Regions from separate parts of the Mus musculus genome. Here all the other regions are linked to region 4. Evidence: chromatin contacts called from public HiChIP or PLAC-seq and promoter capture Hi-C data. All regions are on one chromosome and are shown on one strand. The core of a region is the stretch at or near the end of the contact, and the rest is flanking DNA. Distances in the headings are between cores, read along the strand shown.

Region 1 (3,004 bases), core at 160-2,659, 360 kb before region 4:
TAGGTCTAATCTTCATACACTGTCTTTCCTGTTTGAGTTCCACACTGACTGTGTTTCATAGCCATGATCCACTGAAGAAGCCAAAATCTTAAGGGCCAAATTCTGTCATGAGAGCTGAGGAAGGAGACTAGGAGGACACACAAGGATGACAGTCACAGAAACTGTTAGAAGATACTAGTTCTAGTTTTAAATCAAAGAAAATATTTTCATTTCAACAAAATCAAGTTTAAGACTTCGTGCCTTTCTAAACAGTCTTTAAATTAACTTAGGTTATCTACTCTCATAGTGTTGAACACTTTCATGTTAATCTTGGTGAGAGGAAGGTAAGGAATCGTACTGTTGCCAGTGGGTGTTTCATTTACTCTTCTATGAAGCTTGAATGTGTATTAAAGGTTCTTATGTGTTACACAGCAAAAACAAAAAGAAATTAAAGGTGAAATATTTATCATATTGTTTTCTCAAAATACCTAATACTAAATGAATGTCTTAAAGTTACTGAAAAAACAAAACATAAAGACATAAAACTCACTAATAAAAATGATTTTAGAATATAAAATAGCATTATGAGGAATAAAGTTAATTAAGAAAGTCCAATATTCAATAATAACTAAAGAGAGTCAAGATCAACACTAACAAAAACTGAAGTGCATGCAGAAGATTTTTAAAACTAGTCTAATTAACGATAAAAATTGTCATTCCTTCTTATACTATTATCTGTATGGTCAGATTTCATACACAGTACAACTTTTAAGACAAAGTACAATAGAGAAGATAAAGCTCTGACAACCTTTACTGAATTGAAGGGAGCATTTCAACCCTGTGCTAAACAAGTACTTTATACCTTTCATTGGACAGGTTTCTATCGAGAAGAGCATCTTCAGGGCTTCTCTCCAATGTCTTGTCTTTTAACGTCTGTTCCTCAACTTCCTGATCGTCATGTCCATCCTGCGTAAGTTGGTGCAAAGGCAGAGAGGACAAGACAAAGAGAAAACCCGTCATCTTAGAATCGGCAAGGCACACTTCTATAGTGGTATGAGACGAAACAGAAACCTCTGAGCATGATGTAGACTCTGCTTGAAATAATGTTTAACTCTGTGTTATCAAGGAAAGATAAAACAGTCTGATGCAGAGATGAAACACATGGGATGGGTTCAAAGGAATGCATGCTGTATACTATGACAGTAAAATCTGTTAGGCTGCTGCATGGTGGAGCAGTTGCTGTTACTGCAACACCAGAACCACGTTACCAGCAGAATGCACGGCATTTCTGCTCCACCTACCTTCCATGGGAGCAATCACAAACACATTAAGCTCAGTGCCTATGAAAACGGTATCACACACCGACGAGAAAGACAAACAAATCCTACTGCATTGTCACCACTGCGCCTGGGTGAGCCAAAGTCCACACTACCTGTGTTTGCGTACTGCTGTGGCGCAGCTCACAACACAGCTCCTTTCTTCCAGCTAGGGGCAGCTGCTTTAGTGCTTCCAGCTCCTCTAATAGAACCCTTTCTCTCTCTGAAACCACGTGTTCAGTATCTATGGAGGATTTCTAAATAAGAAAAAAGGTCATGAGAGAATATTGTTGGCGATAGGAGAAGAAAACAGAAACATTTGGCAGATTTCTTTTAATCCCTTGAGACCATGGGCTGCTTTTCAAACTGTGACTCAGATTCCATTACAAGGGATTAAAAGGCATATATAAAATTCAATGCAGAATTTGAAAAGTTAAAAAAGTTAATTAAATGTATAAAATTCAGGGATTTGTAGAGTTGAATTAATATTTTTATGTCAAATTTGCATTGAAAATTCAGAAGTCTGAACTCACAAAATACAGTGAAGAAAAGCAAGACTGAATGCTCCAGTGACTCCTATTTTATGCTCCAACCCCAAATTTGCCATTATTTTGAATCTGAAGGAACCCAAGTCAAGAATTCTCTATTTTAGTTTTCAAAATTAAATTTCGAGTTTTCATATAAGCTTTTCTGCAATGATTTTGTGAGTATATTTTATATAGCAACCGGTTAAGAATATAGTTCCCAAATACCAAGGAAAATGTAAATTTAGTTGAGAAAGGATTAAGGTGTTATATAAATTTGCAATTTTCAAATCAATGAAAAGAAACGTGCCACCCCAGATTTCCAACTGTGATTTACGAGGTGGTTAAAGATAGTGGGAGTAAACCTGTGAGCTTAGTTGGTGGCTCACTGAGGTGAACCTGCCTACGTCTACGGGCTGAGAGAACTACATGTGCAGGCACCAGCACAGGGCGGTCTACGCTGAGGAGGTCTCTGCTGTGCATCCTCGGCTACTACGTGACAGAGCAATGATTCCCGTTTTACTCTGCAATCCAGAAGGGAAACTACATACACGACGTCATGACGATGAGCACTATGAATCTGGGTCCGGTATGCCCTCAGGTTCTAACACTGTAGATGGCGTGTCTCTAATGGTAATATCTGTAACCATTTATAGATCCAGCAAAATAAATTTTAAGTTTTAAAAAAGGTTACGAAGTTACACAAAGTTCCTGTTATTTTAGTTGGGGAGAGAAGGGCTCCTCCATGCCAACCTGGGCTAGCTGCTCGTTGAGTCTCTTGATTTCCTCTTGGAGCTGCTCCTGGTCTTCCCGTTGCCTCTCCATCTGTTGCATGTGGGCCTGCCTCAACATTTCTGTTGCCTGCTGGTGTTCTTCATATTGTCGCACAAGTTCTTGCCGCATATCTTCCAACTGTTCATTTAAGATGAGCTGTCTAGAAGTATCCATACTTGACACCAACACCTCATCATGCATCTTTACAGGAAAAACCAAAAGTTCAGCCACACATGAACTATGAAAATGTGCCACTATTGACATTTTCATTGAGTATGAAAGCAATTCTATTACACCCATAGGACACCTGAACTTTTTTCATTATTAAATAAAGCTTAAATTAAAAAAAAAAACAAACAAACAGGTATTTCTTTAAAGCACAACTGAAAAACAATATGAAGTTAATTAACA
Region 2 (3,258 bases), core at 484-2,983, 300 kb after region 4:
AGGAATCCCTACAGGAATGAGAAGACAGGATGAAGACGCCAAGATCATCCCTCTAAAAAGAAGAGCTGAGAATGTTAACTCATCACCTAATTTGTAGAAAAGTCTGTGCATTCCCTTTTAACTTCCAGCTATGCATCTGTTTAAAAAAAGAGAATGAGAAAAGGCACAATGGGGAAATCCCAGCATCTTCGAGAAAACACCATTATCTTCAGTCACAGGAGACTGGGTTAGGAATGCCTCCCCCACCCACCTGCACAACTCTTCCAGGGAAAACAGAGGCTTTAAAATCTAAAGCACAGACTCACATCTAACCAATGAGAGAGGCATTCTAAGTCAGATCATACCAGTCCACAGATACTAAATGATACAATCAGAAAACCCTTTGAGAAGCAATCGCCCTCCACCCTACCACCCACTCTCCCTCCCTTTCTTTTCTCAGACAGGGTCTTTTGTAGCTCAGGAGGGTCTTGAACTCTGGATCTTCCTGGTTCAGTGTTCCCAGTACCCAGCCTTGAAAGACATTTTTCAAACAATGTTTAACACTAGGTGTCAGAGTCTAAACTTCTGAACTTCTAAGACCATCAGAAACCATTCTACAACTATAAAAAAAAAGTCACCACTGTGGGTTTGATTGGCAAACACATTCTTACACATTTCTTAAACTTTATTTACATTATGCTCCACCCTTAAAGTTTCCTTCTAATTATCTGCAAGCTGGATAACTATCTCACTCTGTCTCTCAAAAATCCCCCCACCGACGGGGAAAGTTAAGTAAGGGCTGGAGGGATTGTCTGGTTTTGTCCCTAAAAGACACCCAACGCCCCCCCGGAACCCTTGGGGCACGCAGAGCGAAAGCTCTTCAGAATAGCTTGGCTGCCCGGAAGCCACCGCAGGTCTCTTTTTCTGCCCTGTCTAACAGAGTCACCGGTTTTATCTGGGGAAACTCAACTCTTAACTTTAGTTGGGCCACCAGCCGCCCCTTGCCCAGCACCTTCCCGGACCCCATAGCCAGGGCTCCCGGCTCACCTGACCACGTTGGGGTGCTCGAAGGTCTCCAGGTGCCTCAGCACCGCCACCTCGCGGATGGTGGAGAGCGGCATGCCCTCCTCACTGGTCTGCACTCGCACGCGCTTCAGAGCCACGAAGCGGCCGCCGTTCTTCAGGTCGCGGGCCTTGAACACCTTCCCATAGGCGCCTTCGCCGATCTCCGCCACGCACTCATACTGCTGATCGGCGCGACTCAGGCTGTCCTTCTCCATGCTGGCTTCAGGCTGCGGGTGCGGCACAGTGGAACCGGGGTGCTCACTCGCTGCCTTACACGCCTCGGGGAGTCGGACTCGCGGCCGCCGGGCTAGACGGACCGACCTTCTCGCCCGCGGGTGCAAGCCGGGCGCAGCCGCTGCGAAACTCCGCCTAGCCGAGTCGCCGCGCCGCCGCCGCAGGAGAGCGCCGATCCCTCCTCTTCCCCCTCCGCAGCGATTACATAGTCTGCCCACAATCTCTGCACCTAGGAGGAGGAGACCGGAGGACAAGGAGAAAGTGTGATCAGACTGCCCGGGAGACTTCCACAGGGTTCCACCAGCTCCTCTCCTCCTCCCTCTACTCGCACTGGTTGCCTAATCGGGCCGGGTTTCTCGGAGAAAAACCAAGTTACTTTTCTTCCACAGCAGGGCTCGTGCAGTCTTCACGAAGGAGAGGTTGCTGGGGCCCCTCGGGGATGAGCGCAGCGCGGGACGCAGCGGGACGAGAGGGGGCGTGCCGAGCAGCCCAGAGTGTGCCCGGAGCGCGGGGGAGGGGAGGCGCCGGGCGCGTCAATGTCACGGCTCAATATTTATACCTATATTATTGTTCTCCGCTGCCCTCCCTGACTCCAGGGGCCTGGTCGTGCAGGGTATGGGGCGACCTGGGGGAGTTCGGAAGCTGGCGTAAAAGCACCGGGGGTTCACCCACGTGGGGCCGCAGAACGGGGTTGGGGCTCCTAGAACCCTGTAACCCGATGCTGCGAGTATGCGAGTAGGGGTGGTCAGACATCTGCTCGGAAATTGCTTCCTTTCTTTTCTACTTTCAGTTTTTCTACAGGGAGACATTTGAAAGGGACTCGCTCTCACAAATGGTCTTTGGGGTATGGCAAGCTTAGTGGGAGACGAAATTCTGCCTCCGATTCGGAGGACCTCCCTGGTGGAAACTCAGCGAGGACAGACCATCTGGTAGGGGAGGGCTGGGGCTACTAGAGGTGGGAGAGCGAGGGGTCCTGGAAGGGGAGTAGTGTCGTGCTCCCCACCTCACACATACACAAACACAAAGATCCGAAGGATGTGGGAAAGGAAGGTACGTCACACTTTCACTCGTCCTGTCCTGAAAAAGTAACTTCGGGACTTTGCTAGCTAATCGGGACTGGTCCTTAAGTTTTCAAGCCGTGCAAAAGCAACCGCCCTTACGACGGTGGGGGTAGGGGGCAGTAAACGTAGGTCTCCCCGGTGTGAGAAGGGGCTGCCCTTGTGTCGAGACTTCCGAATCCCCGCCCGGTATCCTGGGCGGCTGAATGTCGGTAGCTGAGACAGTCGCTCTGTTCTCCAAAGGCCAGAGGCTAGGTCCCACGCGCGCGGTCGGGCGCCCCCTCCCCGTTCTGTTGTTTAGGGATGACCGAGTGAGCCTTCCCGTCCCACAGCGGCCTTAGTCTGGGCTGGACCTTGTTCCACCACAGCCGCGTGTCCGGAACGGTCTGCATGCGTTTACCTGCCCCGTACCCATCCCCCCCACCACCACGCTCTTCTGCCTGGTATTAAAGAACACATGGAGCGACCCCCACTGGATGCCAGCATAGCACCGCCCGGCCAAGGCAGGGCCACTCCCCGTTCCTTTGAGAGCTTTCCTAAAAAGCTGCGGAAAGGACCCTCCAGCCCTCACCCGGGGGTCCGAGCCAGGTCGAGGGCCACACAGGTAGCGGGAGCAACGGCCTTGGCGCCCGCCCTCCCCCTCTGCCGGTGTCCAGCCTAGGCTCCAGGAGGGGGCAGCCGTCCCACCCCCGCGGGCCTACACCCCCCGGACCGGAGCGGCGGTGCCTAGCCCCCTCCCCTCCTCCACTTTTTCGTAGTTGTTGTTGCTTTCCCACGCTGGCTGAATGTGACTTGACCCCATTTCAAAAAAGTTTGACATAGCGCTTCAACATTTCCGCATTCCTCCGCGACTACAAAGGCTGCAGCCGCCTCCTTCTGCTTTCTGTCTCTGATCTCTGTCTTAGCACTCAATGAAATCCTT
Region 3 (3,007 bases), core at 147-2,646, 320 kb before region 4:
CATTTCTCAGACACTGCCTGTTGAAGTCGTTCAATGAGCACCTGTAAAGGCTCATCACCTAGCAGGAAACACACCACACGTGAGCCATTTGCTGCATATATGTAAGTAACACTGTCACATTCTAATGCCTTCACCGGAGCTTCCCTAGAATATCACATATTTCAATTTCTTCCAAATGTGTTTTTCATTTTGCAATGCAGCTGTCTCAGATAGATTTCTAAGATTTGCTATTTCGACTCTATAGAAGGGTTTATACATTCAGGATTCTACATTCTAACCCAAGAACCTATATACTTACTTATCCATTAAATACACCTTTGCAAACCTCAAAACTCTCACAAGCCAGTGGTTCCAATTTTGCAGAGTCAGAGTTCAGAGATAGGACACTTTGATTAGTATGTGCTAGCCCTGGATTTCAGTCCTAGTATTGCAACATTAAATCCATTAGTTATTTATTAGATATATACTTTCTGTTCTCTTCTCTTCTCAGAGACATTGATCACTACTCACTAGACTGTCTTGTCACCTAGTAATAGAACAATCGACTGTCAATAGAAAACACTAGACAGGCTATCAGAAGAGGTATCAATACAAGCAATGCATGCAAAATCTTAATGAATTTAGAAAAAAAAAGCAAAGAACTCTGTAAATGAAAAACTCTCCTTCTTTAAGTGACTCTTGAAATCTTAACTTTGTTCAACAGAGCAATTCCACTGGACATTTAGGAAACACTGGGTTTCCTCAACAACAGCTGCCCCATAACAGGTTCTGCCTTCCTCTGTGGTCTCTTCAATGTCCTTCCCACCGCGCCACCAAGGTTTTCTGCTCCATCTCCAGGGTGTCTCACTCTACTTCTGGCCTTAGAGACTCTGGTCTTTCAGCTCCATGTAGATCGTATTTTTAGCCTAAAAGTCTCTCCTGGGTTTTAGACTACTCCCTTCAGCTGACTAGTGACTATTTCTTTTACAAGTTAACACATACACTTAACTCAGAATGTCCTAAACTGACTATATTATTTGTCTATGGTCTGCTCCTCTTTGTGACTGAAACTACATAGGCAGAAACTTCAAGATTATTCTCAACTTCTACCACCTGCTGCTATAAATTGCCCCGTGATAGCATTTAGCTCTAACTGTTGAGCTTCACTGTCACTGTGTTTCCAGACATTTATTGGTTATAGCTAAGATTGCTTAGCTGCTCTGCCCATTATTATTTCACTTTTCTCAACTAAGCGCACTAGTGTCCTCTTAAATAAGAGTGTCACTGTTGCTTGCTCTCCTTACAAACCCTGCAGTAGATCGAGTAGCTCTGTCTTCCCAGAGCAGGAAGCATGAGTGTACTCCGTTGAGATTTATGAAGCTTCTAACCAGGCACGCGCCACAATCTTCAGCTCATGCCCCACTACTTTCTATACAACTTGAACTTTCACTTCTCCAAAGTGGGTCTCTTTCAGGTCTATGCTTAACACTTCAGAAACATCCCTCAGTGCCCAACCCAACTGATCCTGCTCCATCTTCACAGAACTTCTTCTCCTCTCCTCTTCCTTCCACTCTCAGTATTCACCCTGGATCAGCTGGATTATTCGTTAGTCTGGAATACTTCAAGTAACAGTAGAGCCAATGGTGTACATCTGCCCCAGACAGACAGGCAATGTCTCTCTACTGGTGCTTCAGTGCACGGTTCAGCACGGTGCAGAAGTTCTCAGTTCATTTTCCAAAAGCTTTCTGAATGGATTATACTTCCGTGAGAAAATGAGGCAGGAAGGGGTTTGGCTATCCTGGCACCTCAATGACATGAATTAACAAACCCGGGCAACAGACGCAAAGCCTCCTCAGCCCATGCCAGAACTACAGGGACAGAACTACAAAAAGGTGCCTTTAAGGGTGCTTATTTGTTTCATAGAAATTAGTCAGAAGCCGATGGGTTACCTGTCTCCTGTATTTTAAAATTCTGGAGCTGGCACTGGTGCATTTTATGAAGTTCGTCGATCTTTTTCTGTTGAGCGGAAATGAGCTCATCTTTAAGGCTGCAAAGAGCTTCCTCCCTCTCCTTTTCCATGTGTGCACGAACCTGATCCGCATGAGTTGAGTAAACCACAAAAAGGCATATGCGCTGGGCCTCCATCTGCAGCCTTAGATCATCCTTAAAGGGAAGAGGTACAAACGTGAGGGAAAATGAAAGTAACAGCTTAGCTTCTGCTTCTTTCCATGGACTGGACTTCAAAGGAGAAGACATGTCATAGTTTTAAAAGTCATAGGAAGGAACTGGCCTGCTTTATAGTCTTCATCCAGATGCCCGACCTACATGTCTTTCTCAAGAAAGGCCTTGTCATGTTTTCATTTACTAACTCAGTGTAATTGTAAGTTGGGATAGTTGGTATAACTAGCAAAAATTTAATCTTTTAACTAATATTTTACATGCTACAAAATAAAAATAATCTGAATAAACACCAATGCCCTCAAAACTCAAATTAATAATTCTCAATGCTGTCATTTTTTTTTCTCCTATTCCATCTACAGCTCCTTAGATTTAGAAAGAAAACATTAGAGACAAGATTTAATTCATAATGTTTAATTATTCCTTGCCCACTAGGAACTGTTACCAAAAATCTGGAAGGTGTTTACTATCATTTCCCAGTGAACATGTAAACATTACATTATATTGTATATTTCTGTGTATTGACACAGAGGCATTTATTTTGCAAATTTCTTTGCATTTTAGTATCAAATATCAAAACATCAAAAAATGCTTCTGAAATTAATCCACATATGTGACAGGTTAATTTATTTTGACTATAGTGTAGTATAAATGAACAATCCACAACTGGACCGTTTTCCTTTGCGGAGCCCAACTGGATTTTCATAAGCCTGGGTCCTTTAATCAAAAGGTAGTAAATGATTACATACATCCACCTGAGACAAATGAGTAAAGGCTCTGCTCGTCAGCGGTCCAGCATGTATCAGACTCAACTGGAATTCTCGCTGACACACATCTATGGTATCTGTCC
Region 4 (2,932 bases), core at 317-2,816:
CTGGTTAAACCAGTCTAGGTTAATTGGTAAGCTGCAAGTTCAGGAAAAAAACTGTTTAAAAAAAAAAAAGGTAGAAAGTGATTGAGGGAGACCCCTAATGTCCAACCTCTAGCCTCCACACATGTGCTTATCTGCACACACACGCGCATGTGTCCTTAGACACATATACAGGCACATATGATCATGTATACACATGCCACATATAGATAAAACTCCACTGAGCATACAGTTGTTCAATTAAAGAAATATTTATTTACCTGTAACCAGTACTTAGGAATTCCTTCATTCCTTGGGCTAGTTTCCCTGGGAGCTTTAGACTTCAACGAACATAGCCAATGTTCAGGCTTAATTCTCTCAAATAATACACATCTCCTTTCCAGGTGAAAGTGTATTGTATCTGCTTTGCTAATGGTCCTCCCAGAGAACTACTAGTTTTGCAGTGATTTAAATCCAGGTTGAAATGTGTCCAGTTCCTCGAACCAAAGTTCACAGAAAACGATAAATTCTTCCAGCAATCACCCCTAGTTAAAGCAGTGTTCAATGCAGTCTCCAGGAATCTTCTTTGGGAGCCTTTATGCTAATATACTTTATTTTAAACGTTAGGAAGGTATAATGTATTGCTTGTTCTTTATGCAAATAAGTGATGTGAAGCCATATAAGATACAAATATCCCAGCTCTGAACCCAACTGTGTAATACAAAACTGTAACGTTTTAATTATAGTATAACTCATGAGAAATAATTGATAGGAATTCTTCTGCACATTGCTCATTTCTAACCCAACTAACTCATAAACCCCTCACGTTCAGTATTCAGTGCACAGCACTGTTACATTGACCCAGGTAAAATAAATCATTGACTAATAAATTAATCTCATCCAGTCCACACTGGTGTTTCTGCTGTTTTCTGTCTGAATGTTCTTATTATATGAATTTCTTAGACCCTCAATTCTTTTTTTGGGGGGGAGGGGGCTCGAGAGCACTTTATTCTAATGTTAAGTAGTATGCCAAGCAAGAATGTTAAATTAAGTTTCACAGTGTAGGTGCTAATACTGGATCTAGTCTTAGCTGTCTTTCCAGCCCTAACACACCTAGCTTTTTACGTGAGTACTGGGGGTCAAACTCAGGCCATAAGCTTGTGCCAGAAGAACTTTACCATCAGGTCACCTCCCTAGCCTCCAAAGTCAAATTAATTAATTAAGACTTTTAAAAGGGTCTTGATCAATAAGGCTACATTTATCAAATGAAAACACAGGATAAGTATGAGTATCATATAACTACTATTACATGGGCCACTCTCACTAGTCATTTGAAATTCACTTTTAACGGGAAATTTTACATCCATTCCCCCCCCCCAGCCCCCCCCCCCCCCAGCCAGTTGTAAACTCAGAAGAGTGACAGGCAATGGTAAGTCTGGCAGGGCCACTTCCGGCCAGTAGGCGGGGTTTCCGGAGCCCCAAAGCCTAGGTCAGGCACACTGGTTCACTCGGCCCCGCCCCGCCCCGCCCCGGGAGCTCCGCCCATCGCCGGAAGCCCCGGTGGGCGGAGGCAGGGTCGTGGTCGCCCTGGGGACCCCGGCGGCGGCGGCGGCCGCCCCGGATAGCGTCCCCTAGGGCGGAGCTGGCTTTCCCGGGAGGCCGCGCCGAGTATCGGGCCTGCGTGCCCCGCGGGCGGCCCAGCTCCAGGGCTGGGTCCCGGGCTGCGGGAGCCCGCTTCCCGCCTCCAGGGGTCAGCGGTGGCCGCTGGGTCCCGGCGCGGGCGGCCCAGCACCTCCGACCTTGCTCTTCCAGTCGCCGAGGTGGCCGGCCGACCCCTGGGCGGCCCGTGCAGACGGCCGCCATTCCCGTGTCGCTGCGCCCGCGGGGGCCGCCCGAGCCGGCCAGCATGCCGCTGGGCCTGAAGCCCACCTGCAGCATGTGCAAGACTACGTCGTCCTCCATGTGGAAGAAGAGTCCACAGGGCGAGATCCTCTGCCATCACTGCACGGGCCGGGGCGGCGGCGGCGCGGGAGTGGCGGGCGGGACCGGGGGCGGTGGCGGCGGCGGCGGTGGCTTCGGCACCACCACCTTCGCCACCACCTCGGCCGGTCCTTCGCAGAGCAACGGGGGCGGCGGCGGCAAGCAGGTGAGCCCTCGGCCTCTCCCTCCTCGGGAGAAGGGCTTCCTGCCGTAGACCGGGCGGTGCGGGACGCACCGGGGCAGCCGGACGAGGCCATTTGCTTGTAGGTCGAGGACCTCTTGCCCATCAAGTCCTTGTCACGTTAATAAATTAGTAGGTCGCTAAAAATGTCAGCATTAGAATTCTGTTCTGAGATATGCAGGAAACTTGGGGGGGGGCGTAAAATAGATCAGTTCAGCAAACGAATAATAAATAGTTCCTGCCTTGTCCTCCCCCCACTTCTGTCCTCTTCCCGCTTGAAAGCAGCGCCATCTCTTGGGAGGCCCTACAGAGTTTAACATCTCAGCCCTCGGTCTTTTAAGTTTTTTGTTTTTAATTTCTTTTAACAAAGTGTATTATCCTCTGATCTTTGTGAGGTTATTGTATTGGCTTTTCTTCTGCAGTTTTAATTTCCTTTTCTCTAAATTGTGTAACAGAGTAAGCAAGAAATTCACAGAAGGTCGGCCCGGCTCAGAAATACCAAATACAAATCGGCTCCAGCTGCTGAAAAGAAAGTTTCCACGAAAGGAAAAGGGAGAAGACATATTTTTAAGTTAAAAAATGTAAGATGGTTGTGGACATTGTGCTTCCTAATGGGACACTGTGGGTGTGGTGGGCCTTCCCACGGCTGGTGTACCTCTCAGGTGCACTTAGGCCGTATTCTGGAGGGAAGGCAAGGTTTCCCAAAAGACAGCTCTCCTGGAAGAAATTGGCAGTTTTTGACATTAGAAAAGCAGTTTCTCAGTTTTTTTTTCTTCAGCTTTTATTTTTCTCATC
Region 5 (3,422 bases), core at 668-3,167, 380 kb before region 4:
CTGCAGCCCAATAGGAGGAACAACAATATGAACTAACCAGTACCCCCAGAGCTCCCTGGGACTAAACCACCAACCAAAGGAAACACATGGTGGGACTCATGGCTCCAGCTGCATATGTAAGCAGAGAACGGCCTAGTTGGTCATCAATGGCAGGAGAGGCCCTTGGTCCTGTGAAAGATCTATGTCTCAATATAAGGGAATGCCTGGGCCAGGAAGCAGGAGTGGGTAGGTTGGGGAGCAGTAGGAGCGGGAGGGGATAGGGGATTTCTGGGGGGGAAACTAGGAAAGGGAATAATATTTGAAATGTAAATAAAAAAAGTATCTAATAAAAAATTAAAAATAAATAATTCATATATTGATATAATAATGAAAACATAATGTTACTTTTGTGCTTCACATGAGTAGTATTTACTGTACAATGCAGATTGTATTGTCACTAGAGCTTACAGTCACTCTAAATCAGTGGCTCTCAACGCTCCTACGCTGTGACCCTTTAGTACATCTCCTCATGTGGCAGTGACTCCAACCATAACATTACTTTTGTTACTATTTCGTAACTGCAATCCACTGTTATGAACCACAATATAAATATCTGTGTTCTGTGATGGTCTTAGGAGACCCCTGTGACAGGACAGTTTGACCCCCAAAGGGGGCACAACCCACAGGCTAAGAACCGCTGCTCTAAATAAATGTCCAAAATATACACATCCAATTATTCTTAATTTATACGATATTTAAAATACCACTTAAAATATTATTTCAATGAGAATTCATATGAAATGGAAGCTATATCACCACAAAAAATAAAGCTTTATCTAAACACTTTTACTTGTTATTGGGAACAGGACTTATTCTTTTTAAACGTAAAATATACATTTACTTAGATGATAAAGAAACAAGACCATAAAGTGTGAACCCATTTATATACAAGAACCTTTTTGAATTTAGTCGCAACCCCTATTTCTGAAAGTATTGATCACTTCTGCATATGCACATGCAAATCTCTCCATTAAATCATCTAATTGTTACCTACTAAAAATGGGAACTTAATTTAGGGCCATAACAAAATAGCTGTATTTCTTTCCATACTTCAAATTTATTACAGAAACTCAACAAAGGATTTAAAACAAAATAATAAAATTGCCAAACCTTTGCTTTTATCTCTCATTTCATAAGATGTAAGCTAGCTAGTCAGCCAGTGCATTTAAAGATTTACAATAAAAACACAACAGCAAAAAAACAAAACAAAACAAAAAAGTTGAACCAATCAAACAATAAAACTACCAAATAAATTAGACATGATAGCACAGTGGGATCCAAATTTCACAGGGATAGAAAATCCTCTTTAACCTAAGCTTGCTTAAATAATTAATACTTAAATTTCTCCCAGCCACTCAGGGCATGACTGGTCCCTTCTATGTGCAACAGCATACACTATATAAACAAATCAAATGAAGAGCTTTTGCTCCTCAGCCAACAGCACGGAAGAGGGGTAAAGCATCAGCAACGAGTCTATCACTTCAAACACTGTTGGTGAGGCAGCAAAACTATTCTGAACGTCATCTGCCATGTTAAACATTAGCTAGGATTTATAGTTGAAGTTATTCAAGTCATAGAAACAATGATGATAATCCTAACATCAGAGAATTTCACAACTCATTTAAAGTTCCCTTGAACCGGGAATATCAAACATGCAGGCATTTTATGCTGAACATTTAACCTTAGCAGTGTTTACAAAATACATTTCACCTTAAAGGCTGAAAGGTTATTTCTCTATAAAATTACTAGGCTCATTAAAAGAGAAAGTAAGTCCCCACGGTTGGAAAAACATTTTTTTCAGAATACAGGCTCCCTTCCCCTGGTCTAGAGCTCGAGCCAACAGGGCATCAGATTACAAACATGTTCTAACTGGCTTCCCAGTTCACAAGGCAGTTCTAAACACACAACAGCTACTCTCTCAAACACAGTCACTCCACTTTTTATTTTGGATCAGTATTACACAGGGATACAGGATCTCACAGACACGAAGGATCTTTTTAAATAGTTTGACTGGTGCTGGAGAAATGGAGTATTGCGCTCACACCACTGTCTGATGTCAAAGGCAGCTAAGCTGGAGTTTTAGGAGAAATTCAGCCCCTCCACCCAGCCCTGGTGTACGAGTGGGAGCGCTCCGCCAGCATCAGCTCGAGGGCCGGCTCCAGTCACCTCCATACGGACAACGACATTCCCGTCTCATTACAGTTCACTACAGTTCTCAATGGCTGCTGAATACTTACTGAATAAGGAGGGGTAGGCAGTGAAATTTTAGAAATAAGCTTTACTATATGTCCGTTTCTTCTGTGAGTAAAATGAAAAACAGAAGTGTTGATAATTACTGAGTTACTGTCATCCAAATGTTCACACAGAGGATAAGGATATGGCAGAGGCACTCGAGATTCAACTTCATAGACGTCTTCCTCCTGGTCTTCCAACCAAGAGCCACTGAGCTGGCCAGTGGCCAAGTAGGTCCTGTAAGAATCCATTCTAGATAAAGCTGCCAAGGTTCTCCGTCTGCTCCATCCAATCTACTACTAACTACATCACAGAGTCCTTGTTGATTTATTAAGAGATCCCATACTGGCACAAAGTTTTCTTTTTAATACTCACAAATAAAATAAATTCATATAAACTGAACAACAAAAGATACAAAAGTTCAGCTTAAAAAAAAAACAAAACCTCAAATTTCAAAAAAGGACATTAATCAAAAAATACAAAAGCAACAAATAAATAAATAAATAAATGCAACAAACAAAAATAGTCCCAATTAGAATAATTAAATCCTTGTCAAATGAAAGGACAAGATTATAAAGATCTAACTAGTCGAGCAGTAGACCTGCTCTCAGTATCCAATGCATCTGAGGTAATAAAGAATCTCCTCCTCCGAGGCTGCTGGCCGGCACGGTCAGCTTGTAAATCTCCATGGCGGCACTCTTGAGAAACTCGGCTGAAGGACTTTCCCTTGCTCTTTAAGCCTCTCTATTCGAAAGCCAAAGCGCCTCTGAACTGAGCTCTTCAAACACCGTCCATGCTGAGCCAAAGGTCTCAGCAGTGTCCCTGAGGAACAGGCCAGAGCAGAGGCTGAGACAAATGTCACTGCCTATAGGTGAGCCGAGAGACAGGTAGTCAGCGAGCACGCCCACACAAAAGCCTGCCTGACAGGATCCAAGCTCCACGTCAGAGCTTTGAGAAGGGTATTTAGATAAGTTTATAATGCTATAGAAGGTAAGCTAGTGTTTTCCCATCTCACTAAAAAGTTGCTTCAAGGCTATAAAACAGAAAGTATGCTTCTGTTCGTGTTATTAATTCAAGTCTATCAAACAATCATTATTTCTGAAAAAATTGGTTATTTCCCCATAAATAAGACATTTAAGAAGTCACTGGCC
Region 6 (2,970 bases), core at 215-2,714, 500 kb after region 4:
CTCATATCAGCTGGTGTATGCTGTCTGTTTGGAGGTCCAGTGTTTGAGAGATCTCCGGGGTTCAGATTAATTAAGACTGCTGGTCCTCCTACAGGGTTGTCCTTCTCCTCAGCTTCTTTCAGCCTTCCCTAATTCAACAACAGGGGTCAGCTGCTTCTGTCCAATGGTTTGGTCAAATATCTGAGTCTGACTCTTTCAGCTGCAAGCTTGCTTTTCAATGCATCCCTGGATACATCTCCCTGCCCTTGTTGACGTCCAGCCCACTGTCCATCTGTGTATGTCCAACTCCCCTTGACCCCTCCAAAGCAGATTTTACTGCTTATATAACTTTGGGACTGGTGGGGCATAGCCTTTAAAAAAAATTATGACTTTCCTGAGCCTTGTAAGTTTCTTATATTATCTGGGCCTTGTGTGTTTCTTTTATTGCATTTTATGAATTTCACTTACTTCCTCCATGTAAGAGGTAATGTTTTAATTTGAGGAGATAGTTTCATAACCAAGAGAGATGCACTGATGGGCTGGGAAACCTTTGGACCAACCATTTCAACAAGGAGAAGAACAAGACAAAACCCGGAGAGTATCTACATTGGCCAAATAAAACAGAGTAATAAAATTGATTAGCTACCAACTTCATGATATCATATCTTATCATCTGAATGATTTAAAACTGTCTCAAAGATTCTCAAATCATGAAACCTTAAAGGCTTTTCCTGTATCTGTTGTTGTGTGTAGGTCTAAGTGCCTACATCTTTCCCACGCCCAGTCTTACTGCAGACAACCTGGTTATAGGAAAAAAACAAAGTTGAATTTCAAATTAATTTCTGTAGACATCCAACTATCGGAATACAACAAGGATAGATACAATAAAATTGCACACATCCAGAATGATTCTCGTCTTGCGCGCGCGTGCGCATGTGTGTGTTTTCATTTCTACGTGATAGCACTTGATTGACTCTTTGCAAGAAACACTGAATTAATTTCCCGGGCTTCCGAGGTCCACACAGTCAGCCACATACTAAAACAATCATTCTAGGTGGAGACTTTGGTCTGTTAGCCTTACAAAGAGGGCATCCGGGAAATGAGACAGTTCCCAGAAGGGTGACCAACTCTCACGTGTTGAGGGCACCTCCTTTTGTTCCCCAGCTGCTGCCACCCACCATCTCACTTGAGAGGCCCAGCAAGTTTGTCCCCAGGCAGGCCAAGCAGAGGTGCGGGAACATAAAACACATTCCAGCGGTTGGCATCTGGGCGAGCAGCTGCCAAGCACAGTCAGCGTGTGGCCGCGGGGACTACGGAGGCAGAGCCCACACCAGCACCGCCCTCGGAGAGCTGGCTGCATGCAGGCTTGGCTCTGCAGGCTCCATCTGCTCTCCCCACAACCCTGCCACCCCGCCCAGAGCATCAGTCTTATCTCAAAAGTTTGGGAAGTGTGCCCAGGGGGTTGGCATCTTTTTGTGGGGCAAGTGCGTGGTGTGCAGCTTTGGCACTCCGGATCTCGGGAGAGGAGGTGGTGCGGTGGGGAGAGTATTTCACATACCGCGGTGACTATGACTCAGGGAGAAGGGAAACCCCAGAATTACCACAAAGCCATCCAAATCCAGGCTTGGCCTCACCAGTCAGCTAAGAGCGATTCTGTTTCATCTGGTTTCAGGGCGGGTGTTTGTGTCTGTGTATACGTATGCATATTTCTGAGAATGAATTCTTCTCCCGGTTTTCTTCTTTGAAAATAGATTGCGGGTTGGGGGCAGGGAGCTCGTAATGCCTATTAGAACTTCAAGAGATTGGTTTTCACAGGACAGCGCTTCAGAAAGGAGTCCCTGAAATTATCTGGTAGCCGCTTCTCAGCGACATTTTCTGTGGATTCACTTTAACATTTCAGTCCTTTTGAAAGCTACTATGGTTAAATTAACCAAAATCGAAATTTAAAAAAAAGTTCCTAGATTCTTCCAGGCCTACTTCACATCATCAAATCAGGCCCCGCTGGAGGTCCCATTAAAATGGCAGCTCCCACTGAGAGAGAGACAAAAGCCCCTCACTGAATGGGGATGCTGGAATAGTGATGGACTTTCAGAACAGCTTTTTTTTTTAATCCATCAAAAAAAAAGTTACCTCTGCATCGACTGTGAGAGAGTATTTATTTAGCTCTCCACACTGTGGGAAATGAAGGCTGTCTCCCTGATAAGGACACCAGCCTTTCTTGGGAGAGGAGAGAAATAGGAAGCTGTAACATGGCTGAACAAATTCCTCCTTGCAACAGAAATCGTGGGATGTTTCAGATGTGAACAGCTAAATTTTGGTGTGGTTTGGGACAAATTAATATGACTCAAATCTCACCTCACACCGGAGGCTGCTTCTAAGGAAGGGGGTGGGATGAATGCATTCATGTTCCTCAAAGTTCTGGCCAACGCTGTCTCCATTAAATTTAAATGTGGCTCCCTCTTCCCCCCCCCCCTCCACAAGAAAGTGATTTAAAAAGAAATGGGGACACCGAGAACAAACTAAAAATATATCTAAACAGCTTAGCTGTGTGCCAAGAAGGCTCAACACATGACTATGTGATATCCTAGGCTACATGAATGGTGTTTTTTTTCTTTTGTTTGCTTGTTTTGTTTTGTTTTATGTGACAAACTAAAATCTCCTGACCTTTGATTTGAGGCTAACTATGTTAGCATGTTCAGTGTTCCCCAGTGCTTCCCATGCAGTCCCAACAGCTGTTATTTCAATTATGCAGGCCTAAGGACTCACAAGAAAGTATTGTCTGATGTTCCAGATGATGGCCTGCACTGTCATCTTAATCTATGAACAAGCCCGGCCCAGGGGGGATGCTTAGTTTGTAGCAGGGAAGGTCAATTACATTCTCATTAAATTGAACACGGATGGCATCCTGTGGAGGATTAAAGTTCTTGGCTGTTATGAAATTGCCTAATTATCACTACTACATTCGGAAGCAGAAGCTACTGTCAACGTTGG
Region 7 (3,365 bases), core at 375-2,874, 430 kb before region 4:
GGTGTGGTGTGTCCTTTGAAATGTTAACTGGAGCACCGCTCCTGGAAGATGGCAGCGATCTTGAACCTTGCCTTGATAACCTTAATTCCTAAAAGTAATAAAATCTAAAGAGTGCTTATGTATGTTACTGGTCCCAAATGGTCACAGTTTTGTGAAAAATCCAAAATCAAATCCTTGTAAGACTTTTTTATTTTAATTTGGCTTAAGGTTTTTTGTTGTTGTTGGGAAGTTTAAATTTACCAGGCTTTTAAAAGTGTCTGATTTTGAGATTAGTGAGTTCTGGCCTTGAGACTGGGGAATGGGAGATGGTATCATTGCCCGTATTCTGTGCTCAGGAGACAACCTAACAGATTGTAACCACGGACCCAACTCTGTGACATGCCCTTAATCTGTGTTAGGAGTAAGAATAGCTCTGTTGCTGGAGTGGTGCTGCACACCTGTAATGCTGTTATTCAGGACCTGCGGCAGGATTGAGAATTTGAGGCCAACCTAGGCTACGGAGCAAGACTAACACACTCCCCAAAATAAAACCTCTTTTCTCTAAAAGTATGTGTACTGGCTGGTCTTAGGCACTTGACACAAGCTAGGGTCATCAGAGAGAAAAGGAAGCCTCAGTTGAGGAAATGCCTCCATGAGATCCAGCTGTAAGGCATTTTCTTAATAAGTGATCAATGGGAGAGGCTCCAGCCCACTGTGGTGGTTCCATCCCTACGCTAGTGATCCTATGAAAGGCTGACCGTGACATGAGGAGCAAAACAGTAAGCAGCACTCATTTATGGCCTCTGCATCAGCTCCTGCCTCCAGGTTCCTGACCTGCTTGAGTTCCTGTCCTCACTTGATGATAAACAGTGATATGGAAGTGTAAGCCAAATAACCCACCTTCACCCTCGGGATTTGCTTTTTGGTCATGGTGTTTCCTTGTAGCAAGAGGAACTGAAACTCCGTTACAGTTTTAAGAGGCTTTTGAAGACTCCCAGTGAAGGCCTAAATCTCTGCTGTTAAAGGCTCCACATTAAAATTCTCTGAGAAAGTTTTACTGGTTTGTATTCATGAATTTGAACTTGTGCTTCAGTAAGTACAGTTCATGAAATCTGGGCATATGGAAGCTTACATCCTATTTGCCTGAAATAGGTTCCTTTTAGTATTATCTTTGGTTATTTAGGTAAGTCACTCTTGTTATCAATGCCCCATGAGAAATCAGGTATTTTCATAACAAGTTACAAAAGTTGCTCACCTCTCAAAAGTGTGCTTGTCTCTTACTGAGTGGTTGTTAGACTTTTAGGTCATAGATGTTACATTTGACGTGTTAGGTTAAAACCTTGATTAAAGTTTGAAGACTGTTTGTTTCTAAGTAACAGATTTTCTTTGCCAGTGTAGATGTTTTGTGTTTATTATTCCTAGAGGGGTTCTAGACTTTGATCAAGTCCCTCCTTTTACTGTGTGGTTGTTAAGACTTTTAAGTCATAGACGTGTTAGGTTAAAACCTTGATTAAAGTTTGATGATTGTTTCTAAGTAACAGATTTTCTTTGCCAATGTAGATGTTTTGTCTTTATTATTCCTAGAGGGGTTCTAGACTTTGATCAGATTGGTAGATTCCTGGCAGAGTTGTGACTTGAGTAAGGCTGTCCTGTTTACTGTCTAGTTTTAGACTTTGACATATTTTCAGTGCTGAGATTTAAAAGGGCTCAAGCACTAGAATTCCAGATTGAGATACTGACCACAGACGAGCTATTAAGTTATTGTGAACAACACAGCAGAGGCTGAGGGCCATAGGGTGTTAGTAGGGTAGACTAGCAGTAGGGTAGATTGGCTGGCAAGCACCTGTCCATCTGCCTTTTCCCGACTGAACTGTCTTGACTTGGCAACTGTATTAGTTTTTTAAAGAGTTTAATGCACAACTTTCCTGCTCAACTAGTTGCTTTAGAATAGTTTTGATATTTTTAGAAAGCCTAGTTGAAATTTGGGAAATAAAATTAGAAATTCCCAGCAATGCACAGCTTTGTGATTGTCTTCATGTAGTGCAGAGACCATTAATAGTGAAACACTCTTTTCCAGATGTAAACCAATACCACAGCTATTTTAGTCAGTGCAGTGCTAGTAGGGAGCCCTCTGGAGAACAGTATTCTCTCTGAGACTTTTCCAATTAGAATTTGGCTGGCTTAGCAGGACGCTTCCTGATTTTTGCTACACTCTTATGGATACAATTTAATATTGAGAGCTGATTTCTGCGTCTAGATTTGTAAGTCTCTTTGGACATAAGAACACGAAATGTAATAAAACATGGACTAATCATAAACACCAGTGCCACCTTAGTGTTGAAAACAGGCACATTAAGAATGTTCTTTAATGAAGGCAGAGCAAAACCACACTTTGGATCCTGAGCTGAGACAAGTAACAAGATGATAGGGACCACGAGTTGTGGCTTAGTGAAAAATCAAGAAGGTTCAACTACAGTAAGGTGAAAATGGTGAGGTCTTTTTATTTCAGTACTTGACAAAATACCCATAAAGTTCAAAACTTTGACCATTATACAAAAATAGGTCTCTACAAGTGATATGTTGTCTTCATCACCAGTAGCAAATATATTAAGCAGAAACATGTAACTTCAGTAGCTTTGTAAGAAAAGCGCAGGGCACCGCAAGGTACTCGTCCAGCAGCACTGTCATTTGAAAAAGTTTAATCTTTTCACCCACCTGATAAATACACAAAGTTTATAATTTAATCACTTAAATTAGCATTCCACAAATATACATGTAATTTAATGATTACTGTGCATGAACACACACACATTGCTTATATACACAAACTCCAGTTTGTCTTCATGTGCTGCTGCTAAGGATTTGTATACAATCATAAGCTGTGCATGTATTGGTCCCATCGAATATTCACAATACAAAAGCACAAAAGAGCCATTGATTTACAAAAGGGAATCTATTTAATATTCAATTAATGTTTCAACGGATTATCTCCTCATGCCAAAGTGAAATTGAGTAGTGGACCCTGTAAAATAGAAAACAAAGCAATTAGACTTTGCCTATATAATGGCATCCAGCTGACATGGGCAGATGGATCTGTTTAACACCATCTCAAAATGTTGGGGGCCCGTGACATTTTTCAGTGGTCAAGGTGCTGCCAAGCCCAACAATCTCTGAGTTTGATTCCTGGAACCCACATAGTGGAAGGAAAACCAATATGCAAATTTTCTCATTGCTACAGCATGGTTGTGCACACACATACACAAATGAAACCTGAAGGTAAATGAAACCTGAAGGTAAAACTTATTTTTTAAGTAATAATGTATGGTGTGTGTGTGTGTGTGTGTACGTACACATGTTTGTGTGAGTGCAGCACAGAATGCCCTAAT

What was found. Promoter capture Hi-C pulls out the DNA fragments that hold promoters and counts their contacts. HiChIP or PLAC-seq counts read pairs in DNA pulled down with a chosen protein or histone mark.
Region 1: a contact with region 4 is called in a promoter capture Hi-C map of liver, with 2.4 times the contacts expected there. The contact joins the enhancer-like site here to the promoter of Gatad1 in region 4. A contact is called at or near these places in 11 of 39 promoter capture datasets (3T3-L1-derived adipocytes, the C10 cell line, the HPC-7 cell line and 6 more), 1 of 15 datasets of contacts at CTCF or cohesin (pro-B cells), 4 of 115 datasets of contacts at active chromatin or transcription factors (bone marrow-derived macrophages, embryonic stem cells, extraembryonic endoderm stem cells and 1 more) and 1 of 9 other capture datasets (liver).
Region 2: a contact with region 4 is called in a promoter capture Hi-C map of pre-B cells, with 3 times the contacts expected there. The contact joins the promoter of Cdk6 here to the promoter of Gatad1 in region 4. A contact is called at or near these places in 5 of 39 promoter capture datasets (the C10 cell line, the HPC-7 cell line, liver and 2 more), 16 of 484 Hi-C or Micro-C datasets (the Ba/F3 cell line, CD4 T cells, CD8 T cells and 9 more), 12 of 115 datasets of contacts at active chromatin or transcription factors (the 230-238 cell line, CD4 single positive thymocytes, DN3 thymocytes and 8 more) and 1 of 9 other capture datasets (liver).
Region 3: a contact with region 4 is called in an H3K4me3 HiChIP or PLAC-seq map of the 230-238 cell line, with 3 times the contacts expected there. The contact joins the enhancer-like site here to the promoter of Gatad1 in region 4. A contact is called at or near these places in 6 of 39 promoter capture datasets (the 3T3-L1 cell line, the C10 cell line, the HPC-7 cell line and 2 more), 1 of 484 Hi-C or Micro-C datasets (liver), 3 of 115 datasets of contacts at active chromatin or transcription factors (the 230-238 cell line, neural progenitor cells and pancreatic cancer cells) and 2 of 9 other capture datasets (liver and pancreatic islet).
Region 5: a contact with region 4 is called in a promoter capture Hi-C map of liver, with 3 times the contacts expected there. The contact joins the enhancer-like site here to the promoter of Gatad1 in region 4. A contact is called at or near these places in 15 of 39 promoter capture datasets (the 3T3-L1 cell line, 3T3-L1-derived adipocytes, the C10 cell line and 9 more), 1 of 15 datasets of contacts at CTCF or cohesin (pro-B cells), 1 of 484 Hi-C or Micro-C datasets (muscle stem cells), 4 of 115 datasets of contacts at active chromatin or transcription factors (astrocytes, bone marrow-derived macrophages, differentiating embryonic stem cells and 1 more) and 2 of 9 other capture datasets (adipose tissue and liver).
Region 6: a contact with region 4 is called in a FOXA1 HiChIP or PLAC-seq map of pancreatic cancer cells. The contact joins the enhancer-like site here to the promoter of Gatad1 in region 4. A contact is called at or near these places in 4 of 39 promoter capture datasets (the HPC-7 cell line, embryonic stem cells, hematopoietic stem and progenitor cells and 1 more) and 2 of 115 datasets of contacts at active chromatin or transcription factors (epiblast stem cells and pancreatic cancer cells).
Region 7: a promoter capture Hi-C map of liver shows a contact between it and region 4, with 2.8 times the contacts expected there. The contact joins the enhancer-like site here to the promoter of Gatad1 in region 4. A contact is called at or near these places in 16 of 39 promoter capture datasets (the 3T3-L1 cell line, 3T3-L1-derived adipocytes, the C10 cell line and 8 more), 2 of 15 datasets of contacts at CTCF or cohesin (the NIH/3T3 cell line and pro-B cells), 7 of 484 Hi-C or Micro-C datasets (the G1E-ER4 cell line, cerebral cortex, cortical neurons and 3 more), 9 of 115 datasets of contacts at active chromatin or transcription factors (the NIH/3T3 cell line, the SCID.adh cell line, astrocytes and 5 more) and 3 of 9 other capture datasets (adipose tissue, liver and pancreatic islet).

The regions. Positions count from the first base shown.
Region 1 is chr5:4,003,351-4,006,354 of GRCm38.p6, reverse strand. Akap9 (A kinase (PRKA) anchor protein (yotiao) 9) reads right to left here. Exons shown (of 48, transcript NM_194462.2): 17 at 2,573-2,794; 18 at 1,412-1,552; 19 at 842-945. Among named protein-coding and RNA genes, the nearest start is that of Gm40260, 72 kb to the left of the region's middle. Within about 2 kb of position 1,409, at least 34 of the 459 cell types and tissues checked have an H3K27ac peak or open chromatin away from gene starts, as enhancers often do. A contact at or near this core is called in extraembryonic endoderm stem cells and liver, where this site is marked.
Region 2 is chr5:3,342,368-3,345,625 of GRCm38.p6, reverse strand. Cdk6 (cyclin-dependent kinase 6) reads right to left here and starts at 1,733. Exons shown (of 8, transcript NM_009873.3): 1 at 1,655-1,733; 2 at 1,027-1,507. The coding sequence starts at 1,259. Gm36470 (predicted gene, 36470) reads left to right here and starts at 2,067. Exons shown (of 4, transcript NR_168898.1): 1 at 2,067-2,328.
Region 3 is chr5:3,967,715-3,970,721 of GRCm38.p6, reverse strand. Akap9 (A kinase (PRKA) anchor protein (yotiao) 9) reads right to left here. Exons shown (of 48, transcript NM_194462.2): 8 at 1,929-2,142; 9 at 1-58. Among named protein-coding and RNA genes, the nearest start is that of Gm51438, 41 kb to the right of the region's middle. Within about 2 kb of position 1,396, at least 30 of the 459 cell types and tissues checked have an H3K27ac peak or open chromatin away from gene starts, as enhancers often do. A contact at or near this core is called in the 230-238 cell line, where this site is marked.
Region 4 is chr5:3,646,570-3,649,501 of GRCm38.p6, reverse strand. Gatad1 (GATA zinc finger domain containing 1) reads left to right here and starts at 1,566. Exons shown (of 5, transcript NM_026033.2): 1 at 1,566-2,122; 2 at 2,593-2,718. The coding sequence starts at 1,883.
Region 5 is chr5:4,023,021-4,026,442 of GRCm38.p6, reverse strand. All of the region lies in intron 21 of Akap9 (A kinase (PRKA) anchor protein (yotiao) 9), which reads right to left. Among named protein-coding and RNA genes, the nearest start is that of Gm40260, 52 kb to the left of the region's middle. Within about 2 kb of position 1,917, at least 112 of the 459 cell types and tissues checked have an H3K27ac peak or open chromatin away from gene starts, as enhancers often do. A contact at or near this core is called in adipose tissue, liver and muscle stem cells, where this site is marked.
Region 6 is chr5:3,150,790-3,153,759 of GRCm38.p6, reverse strand. No RefSeq gene overlaps it. Among named protein-coding and RNA genes, the nearest start is that of Gm36548, 120 kb to the left of the region's middle. Within about 2 kb of position 1,464, at least 196 of the 459 cell types and tissues checked have an H3K27ac peak or open chromatin away from gene starts, as enhancers often do. A contact at or near this core is called in the HPC-7 cell line and pancreatic cancer cells, where this site is marked.
Region 7 is chr5:4,079,295-4,082,659 of GRCm38.p6, reverse strand. Akap9 (A kinase (PRKA) anchor protein (yotiao) 9) reads right to left here. Exons shown (of 48, transcript NM_194462.2): 48 at 2,456-3,001. The coding sequence ends at 2,964. Cyp51 (cytochrome P450, family 51) reads left to right here. Exons shown (of 10, transcript NM_020010.2): 10 at 1-1,986. Among named protein-coding and RNA genes, the nearest start is that of Gm40260, 3.8 kb to the right of the region's middle. Within about 2 kb of position 1,624, at least 13 of the 459 cell types and tissues checked have an H3K27ac peak or open chromatin away from gene starts, as enhancers often do. A contact at or near this core is called in liver, where this site is marked.